Linked DNA regions of Arabidopsis thaliana: region 2 is linked to region 1. The links are chromatin contacts, called in public ChIA-PET maps. All regions are on one chromosome and are shown on one strand. Each heading gives the region's core, a stretch centred on a gene start, on an enhancer-like site or on the middle of the called end of the contact. The rest is flanking DNA. Distances are from core to core; before and after follow the strand shown.

Region 1 (3,972 bases), core at 256-2,755:
GATTTCTATATTTTGCAATAATATATCACAATATTTTGCAAGGACCTTATAGGTCCGAATGGAGACGTGAAGTTTAATTGCGAATTAAGTGCGGTCCGGTTTAAATAATAACGAAAATATATACTTATACACAGGTCGGCTCATATTATTTTTGGACCTTGTGCTCAAATTTTTGTTTTCAGAAAATTTAAAGTGTTAGTTACAAACTTTTAAAATTTTGGACCCTTATTGCAAAAATATCAAAAAATTTAGATCTTAAAACCTTGTTAAAATTAGAAAAAAATGGTGGATCCAGTGCTTTAGCACTGCCTCTAAGCCGAGCCTGCTTATACATATATGCAGAGAATTTTGCACTATTTGAAACGCACCGCATTGTACAGTTCGGTCACCATTAAATTGTAAATGATATAAATTGTGATAATAATACGGTTTAGATGCTTAGAAACTCCACGTTAAGGGAAAAATTGCTTACAGTGTCACTAACTTCGTCAGTGGTTTGTACCCAAAAAAAAAAACAATTCCTCAGTGGGAGAGAGTTTATGTCGTCAATATCTATTTGTCGGTCGATAAGTGCCAACCTCAAAAAACAATGACACGTTTGTATCAATTTCTGAATCTTAATTTATACTATAAAATAGTGTATACGTTTGTACGCGTGCTATTGATAGATAAGTGGTAACTATGTGTGTTTTGTGTATGTAAATGTATAACTATGGTCCCGTCCCTGACTGAATTAAGTTGCTTAAAGAAAACTCAACTCAAGTAACTGAGCATGGTCAAGATCTATTCGATTAAATTTTGATATATATACCAAATGGTTTCGACTTTTGCTAATTGCTATGCCACATGAATCAGACAATGCTAGCTAATTATTTCTGTTGTACCATAAAGTGCTTGGCTTTATCAGTAAACCCCACATAACAACATTTTGCTTAACGGAAACTTTAAGTACGAGTTCTAACATTCAATTATGCTCTGTTTGATTAGATTCAAACAAATAAATAGTTTCTTGATATTGTAAAGTTCTATTTGTGTATTTAATATCATATATAAGTTTTTTTTGCGATTCAAACTCGAGTTAAGATAGAGACGATTGACGTGACGTTACAATATATGCACACGAGTCACAACAAAATATTATATCTATAATCGACGGTTGAAACAAGAACTCTAGCTAATGTTTTGGTTACACTCGGTTTTCGGACATGGTTTAGAAAAGCACAACTCTTCCTTAAGAGAATGACAAAACGTCGTCGTTAACTTTAGATTAATGACTTGGTCAATGAAAACAATCGCATTTGGTGTAATAATCTCAAATACTACGTGTTCTCCATATTCCATAACCAGCCAAGCAAAAGCACCAATGACCAATTACGTCTCTCCTCTTTGGCCGCGCCCACTCAATTCTTATAATTTATCTATTTGCACCCTCTTTCTCTAAAAAGTTACAATTTGACCCCTATAGTTTCACTTTCACTTATTCTTATAATTTATCTATTTGCACCTTTTTCCTCTAAACGTTACAATTTGACCCCTATATTTTCACTTTTATTCATACAAGCCCATTTTGTTTTTCTCTCTGCTTTCATGCTCGCAGACAACAATCCTCGTCACTGCCATGTCTCAAATTCAGAGCTTTGAGAGATCAATTATTTACCGGTGAGGCTAATGATGAAGGCTGTTGAAAAAATCTCTGCAAAATACTTTTCTTCCATGTAAAGCTTCTAACTTTTTCTCTCTCTCTCTCTCTCTCTCCTCTGTTGTTTCTGTAGAGAGGAATAGAAGATGATGGGCCCATTTTCCAACTGTGATTGTTCTCTTTATATTTCTTTCTCCTGTGGAGGCTAGCAAAGGCCACGACGTTGTGGTTGTCAAATTGGCATAAAGTTTTCCACTTTTTTACTCTGATTTTTTCTCCCATTTCTCTCTCACTTTTTCTTTGCCTTTGCCCAATTCAGAGAACTAATGGCTTTGTCGGTCATCGATAGATAAACAAAATTTAATCTTTATCTCTCTCTTTCTCTTGTTTGTCAAAAGATGCCCACCAACACAGAAATGAGGAAAAAAAGATCTCTTTTTTATTTGAATGTTGAACAGTAAGAAGAAGGTTTATTCTATTCTATTGGGTTGGGTTGTTCATCAACTTTGGAAATTTAAAGATGCATTTTTTATGATCCTTTTTTCTCCGCCTTTGTTGTTGATTTGATCGTGTATGATTACGGAAGCTTGGGGGGGTTTTTATCAGACAGAACCTGGAAAAGTTGTCAGATGAAACAATGTGGCTTGGAGATTGGATCATCAACTTTTCCTCTGTTTTCAACTTTATAAGCTATCATTTTGCTTAATCTTCTTCATTCTCTTCTCTCGGCCTTGGCTTTGAAGAAATCTCAATTTTCTTCTTCTTCTTCTTCTACCGTTTTGTCCGGCGATCAGAGCTGGTTCAGGAGAAACCTTAAGTCTTGGTATCAAAAGAAAGAAAGTTTTGGAATTTACCTCTGCTGCTGCAACTTGCAACACTTTTTTTATATATATTGGATTTTTCTATGGCTTTGCTCAAACGTAAGCAAAGCAGATGAAATCTAGCTACAATCGCTGTTGCCCTTGTATGAAGTTTGGAATTTAAGGAATTCAGGAGAATCTAAGAGGTACTTTCTTGTACTTTCCTCTTCTGTCTTTTTCCAATAGGGAAAGGTATCTTATTTGCTCCATTAGTCTGTATCTCTCAGGCTTTGTGTTCTCTTAGTTCTCCTTAATCTTTGCCTTATTAGTTGAACAAGTAAGCAAATTATAAAAGGAGTTTGCTTTAGGGAACTGGTAGAGGATCCTTTACTTCTTACTTGTTATCTTAATTTATTTCTCAAGAATTCCATTGCAGTGTTTAGGAAGGCTAATTCTTTCTTCTCTTTTTAAGTACTCCTAAGCGTGGAAATTTTTTGGTCTTGTTCTCTTGTTGTTTGTTACTCAAGGATCTGAGATTGTTGTCCATAAGTAGAATTTACCGGAGTTGTAATTTCTATATCTGAAACTCATTATTGTACCGTTGTGTGTGGTGTGTCTTATAGTTTGCTGCTTAATAGTTTTCTTGTTCTTCTTCAGCATTTCTAAAGGGGCAACGTTATAGAAGGTTAGGAAGGAGCATTTGTATAGAAAGTCATGGCGAAGAAAACACAACGTCGTGCTGCTGCTCGACAGGAGAGGGAACAGTTAGGGTGCATGTGGGGATTTATGAATATGTTTAGTTTCCGCCATGGACCACTGGCTCACAAGCTGCTTCTCGACCAAAAGCATGGTAACAACCTTCTCAAGTCTCTGGCATCTTTGGTTTTGCATTAATCGTGAAAGACTTCTTTTGGCTGATAGTTATGTTGATTGTTCCAGCTTCTGGAAATCCTAAGAACAATGAGCTTAACAAGTCCAAATTCCGCGAAAAGGATGCTCAAGAAACCCATGTAAGCTTTTAAACTTATTGGGAACATCCTTAACTCTTTTTCTATTGTCTTAAGAGTCTCCTGTGGATTAATTCCTTGAACTGTTTAAAGGTTGGTGAAGAACGCAATATCACGATAACGATTATAAAGCCAAGTGTGAAGAAGCTTATAGCAGAAGAGTTGTCCATTGACAAGGAAATCAAGAAGCAGAGGGAGAATGCTGAAGCAGGACAGTTGTCAGACTCTGAACTTGAAGGAAGAAGAAGGAAAAACCAGAGGAGAAAAAACAAGACTCGCAAGAAAAGCTGCGATAATTTTAGCCATATGAACTTAGTTGACAGTGAAGAGCCTCTAGTTCAACGCAGAAATCGTAGGTCTGCAAGGAGTGTTGACATTGATAATATGATTGAAGAGTTCTATTCTGAAATTCATCGCAGAAGTACAAGCCATGCAAAGAATGACGAAGATTACAAAGAAAAACTGAGGGAGTTGGTCAAGTTTTTAATCAGTCAGAAGCTTTTACATGGGAACCGTCCCAGAGGAA
Region 2 (3,922 bases), core at 893-3,392, 34 kb after region 1:
TTTTTGAAGATCATATGTTCACTGTTGTCATTTACAGGAAAATGGCAATCTATGAATTGATCCCATTTTCTTCTCATTCCTTTGAAGGACCACCCGGAAGGGGATCCTTCCATGCCTGATCCTGCAGAGCTTTCTCCTTCTTCTGTATCATGGAATGTTCCATAAGACGGCGATGGAGACATGGGGATGTTCAGAGAAGCTGCTTTCATTATAGCCGCTCTGTATTCTTCGTCATGATCCTCAACAATTGATTTCTGGCGTACAATTTTCTGCTCCACCGGAATCTGCATAACTTGGTCCTCTTCCACCATTAACTAAAAAATTTCACCACAAAGAAAGTGCGTTTGTCAGAACTCACCATCTCCAAAAGCTGAAGCAGTCACAAAAAGCAAAACACATTTCAAGGTACTCACATCGAGAGCTCTCTGTGATTCCCTTTCAATCCAGATGATGGCATGATCCGCTGTTGCATTACAGGAGAGAACAATCTGCTCAAATCTCCCATCAACTGGGACAGCTGTTCTCACAACAGGTGGATATCTTCCTAATCTGTATACCAAGGGCATGGTTTTCACTTTGAAACCCGTGTCTTCGAGTTGACGAAAACGATTTTGAAGCACATGAGTAAACATAAAGTATAAATACCTCAAGGGCTTGCGCACGACGATATGGTATAACCTACCAGGAGCATATAGACGCCTTGCATCTTTGAGCTTCCTCTCCTCGAATGTGAATGTATCTTTCAAACATGTGAGACACAACAAGCATGGCAAGCTGAAGGTTTAAGATTTATACAAGAGCATGAGATGTTTTTCATCGTCTAAACTTAGGCTTATAACATAATAACTGCTTTTGAATTTCATACTGTTTCATTACCAGATAATTGACTTGAAGACATTCTCCAGAGCTGTGGTAGTCCGAGGTAAGAAATCATCCTGGTTTATCCAGAGCAGCACGTAAAATGGATCAGAAGAGTCACCTAAACGAGTCAATAGAGGCTGATATATACAATCATCATACCTGTAGAACAACAGAGTTGATGACATCTGCATATGTCACTGCTAGATGGAGAGACATACATCTTGGAGGAGCAATAGCAAAGCATCTAATCCTCTTTCTCTCAATGTTCCCCAACCTAACCCGGTTCTGAATCACGAATAAGACAAGCAAAGAAACAACCCCTGCTCCTAACGAATGTCCAACAAACGTCAAGGAATAGCTCGGGTTTGCCTCGAGTAATTCCCTTAGAACCACATGCTCCTCTTCAAAAACCCACATGGCCGCCTTTAACAACCCGTTATGTACATAACCTCCATCAAACTTAGTCTGCCCAAGTTTGTTATCAAGAAGAACAGCATAATCACACTCCTTAGCTAAATTCAGCCCTCTAATAGCCAAGACCACATCACCATTCTCATGATCCAAGTAGATCATGTAAGGCGTCACACGACCCTCAGTCTGGTCATAGTCTTTCTTCAGAATAACATGATTTGGATCAATCCCATAACCATCAGGAGGTGCCCACATAGGGTCATGAAGATTCTCCTCATAGACGGCTAAGATCAAGCGGCAGATCCTAGGGATAGGCTCAAACTCATCAGATGTAGCTAATCCCCAATTCTCACTCTCGTGACCTGCTGAGTATAAACATTTCTTCCACAACCAATGGGTACAACCCAAGCAGTACACACATTCAAGTACAGGAACACAACACAGTATCGACATGAGAACCTATGAAGCAAGCAAGCATCCTCTGTTGAATTTTCTGGCGATGGGATCGGAGTACTCCACCAGAACCCACTGACACGAGATTAGTCAGTGTGGATCAAGAGGCTCTAAGAATAAAGACAGAATAATCATAAGCTGGTCGGATCAAGCTTGTGTTCCAAGATTTGTGTCCGAAACCACCACCAACTACTCTAAAATAAAAAAAGAAGAATTTTTAACAATCAAGTGATTTCTTTTGGCGCTGAAGAAGACACGAATTAGAGAGAGAGAAGACAAGTGGAATTTGTTATCTACGAAATGTTCAAGTCAACCATAGTTCGTAAAGACGAAACAATGAAAGAAACTTGTGGGCAAGAAGAATCTACTCACCAGTCACCATAGATGCTCGAAAGATTCCATTAGCATCCTCGAGACTAGCGGAGAAAGACGTGCAATGTAGAAATTTCGTCTTCGGAAGCTGTCGGGTCGGGTCGGGTCGGGTCGGGTCGGATCTGTGCTGAGTGTAGAAGAAACTTTTGTTTTCTATAGGACAGCGTATTAGGATTTAGGACCAACAAATTTGGGCTTTTAGCTATAGGCCCATTAAATTTGTCAGCACTGCATCTGAGCGGTGTCCACAGACTCTATCGTATACCCAAGGGTACTGGATAATTACCTCGTTGCATTTTTTATTTGTTTGGTCAGCATATTTTTAGTTGAATGATTGAATTTGCCGGCCAACGTTTCGACAGTCTCTACACCGTCATGAACACTGAATCAGGTAATTCCGATATCTTTTTTCTTTGTTCTATCGCCGGAGAAATGAAAGAGATGTTGAACTGAGAGTTTTTCCAAGATTCGGATGATTTTTCATATGATTGGTTGCTTTGGTTTGTAGTTGTCGAGTTCCTTGGGAATGTGACCTTGTTGCAGCGGTTACCTAGTTCCTCTCTGAAGAGAATCTCCGAAGTCGTTGTCTTCAAAGGTTATGGTCAGTGATTCTGGGATTTTAATCTTGTTCTTATCTCGAAGTCAGTTTGATTGGGAATTTCGTTATGTTTTGTTGATCTGTTTTCAGTGTCAGTGTGTGTTCTTGAGTATAAGCACTTGAGCAGTGATTTTAGAGACAGATATTATGTTTTTACACAATGTGATCTTCTTTGGGAATGTGCTTCACAGACAGAGGTGATTATGTGGTTCGTGAAAATCAAAATGTGGATGGAGTTTATTTTCTCTTGCAAGGACAGGTTCGTGTCTGTGTCAAGTTACTTCTGTCTTATCTCCATAGGTTAGGAAGTTAGATAGACTAAGGCTACTGCACCGTGTTTATTTATAACTATTTTTTACTTGTGTTTGCAGGCTCAGGTTCTGAGATCAGCCGGAGAGGAAAACTATCAAGAGTTCCCTTTGAAACGATATGATTTCTTCGGCCATGGTGAGAGGATGAATCTTTCAATTCTGGCCTTTCTTCTGTGTCAGTGTGTTAATTTTTGTTTATGGTTATTGAATTGGCTTCAATTAATTCTCAAATAGGTATTTTCGGGGATGTTTACTCAGCAGATGTTGTTGCTGTGACAGAGGTGTTTGCTAAAAATTCTCTCTACTTTCCTTAGGTGGCCTTGGTTTCCTTGAGCTCATGTTATGCTAATGGTAATAGCATACTGAGTACTGTTTTTATTTCTGTTCTTGCAGCTTACCTGCTTGCTGTTGATGTCTGATCATCGTGCTTTACTTGAAATAAAGTCAGTCTCGGATTCAGATAAGGAACGCTGTCTTGTGGAAGACATACTATATCTAGAACCATTAGATGTGCGAGTCTCCCCTAACTGCCCTTCATTTAGTTCCATTTCAGTTCTTATGATCAAAGTTCTAACCATTCACTTTTACCACCATTCCTTGGAATCAGAATTATAGCATTCTTTCTTCCACATTTCTACAAATTTCTGTTCGCTTCTTACCTTATATATTACTTTCTCTGCCAGTAAATTCAAGGAATCTCATATTTTTTGTACTTCTTTCTTGTAGTTGAATGTATACCGGGGGTTCACCCCACCTAATGCTCCAACCTATGGAAAGGTTTATGGAGGGCAATTAGTTGGACAGGTATGAAATTTACTCATGTAAGGCTACGTCATGTATTTAGTAACCCTGCTGATCATCCATTTGCATATGTAGCTTGTTATGTTCTATTTATATCAGGCAATGGAAATATATA

Evidence for each region. ChIA-PET counts read pairs in DNA pulled down with a chosen protein or histone mark.
Region 2: a contact with region 1 is called in an H3K4me3 ChIA-PET map of shoot, with 11 read pairs. The contact joins the promoter of AT4G00500 here to the promoter of TRM15 in region 1. A contact is called at or near these places in 8 of 26 Hi-C or Micro-C datasets (flower, root, rosette leaf and 3 more), 1 of 2 datasets of contacts at active chromatin or transcription factors (shoot) and 1 of 3 other capture datasets (root).

The regions. Positions count from the first base shown.
Region 1 is chr4:192,023-195,994 of TAIR10.1, forward strand. TRM15 (GPI-anchored adhesin-like protein, putative (DUF3741)) reads left to right here and starts at 1,506. Exons shown (of 7, transcript NM_116269.4): 1 at 1,506-2,645; 2 at 3,097-3,289; 3 at 3,379-3,449; 4 at 3,540-3,972. The coding sequence starts at 3,154.
Region 2 is chr4:225,254-229,175 of TAIR10.1, forward strand. It overlaps AT4G00500 (alpha/beta-Hydrolases superfamily protein), which reads right to left and starts at 2,143. Exons shown (of 6, transcript NM_116274.3): 1 at 2,098-2,143; 2 at 1,021-1,919; 3 at 877-935; 4 at 646-774; 5 at 414-549; 6 at 1-314. The coding sequence starts at 1,725. It overlaps AT4G00520 (Acyl-CoA thioesterase family protein), which reads left to right and starts at 2,397. Exons shown (of 17, transcript NM_001340256.1): 1 at 2,397-2,488; 2 at 2,606-2,698; 3 at 2,786-2,954; 4 at 3,067-3,142; 5 at 3,241-3,287; 6 at 3,400-3,516; 7 at 3,733-3,810. The coding sequence starts at 2,874.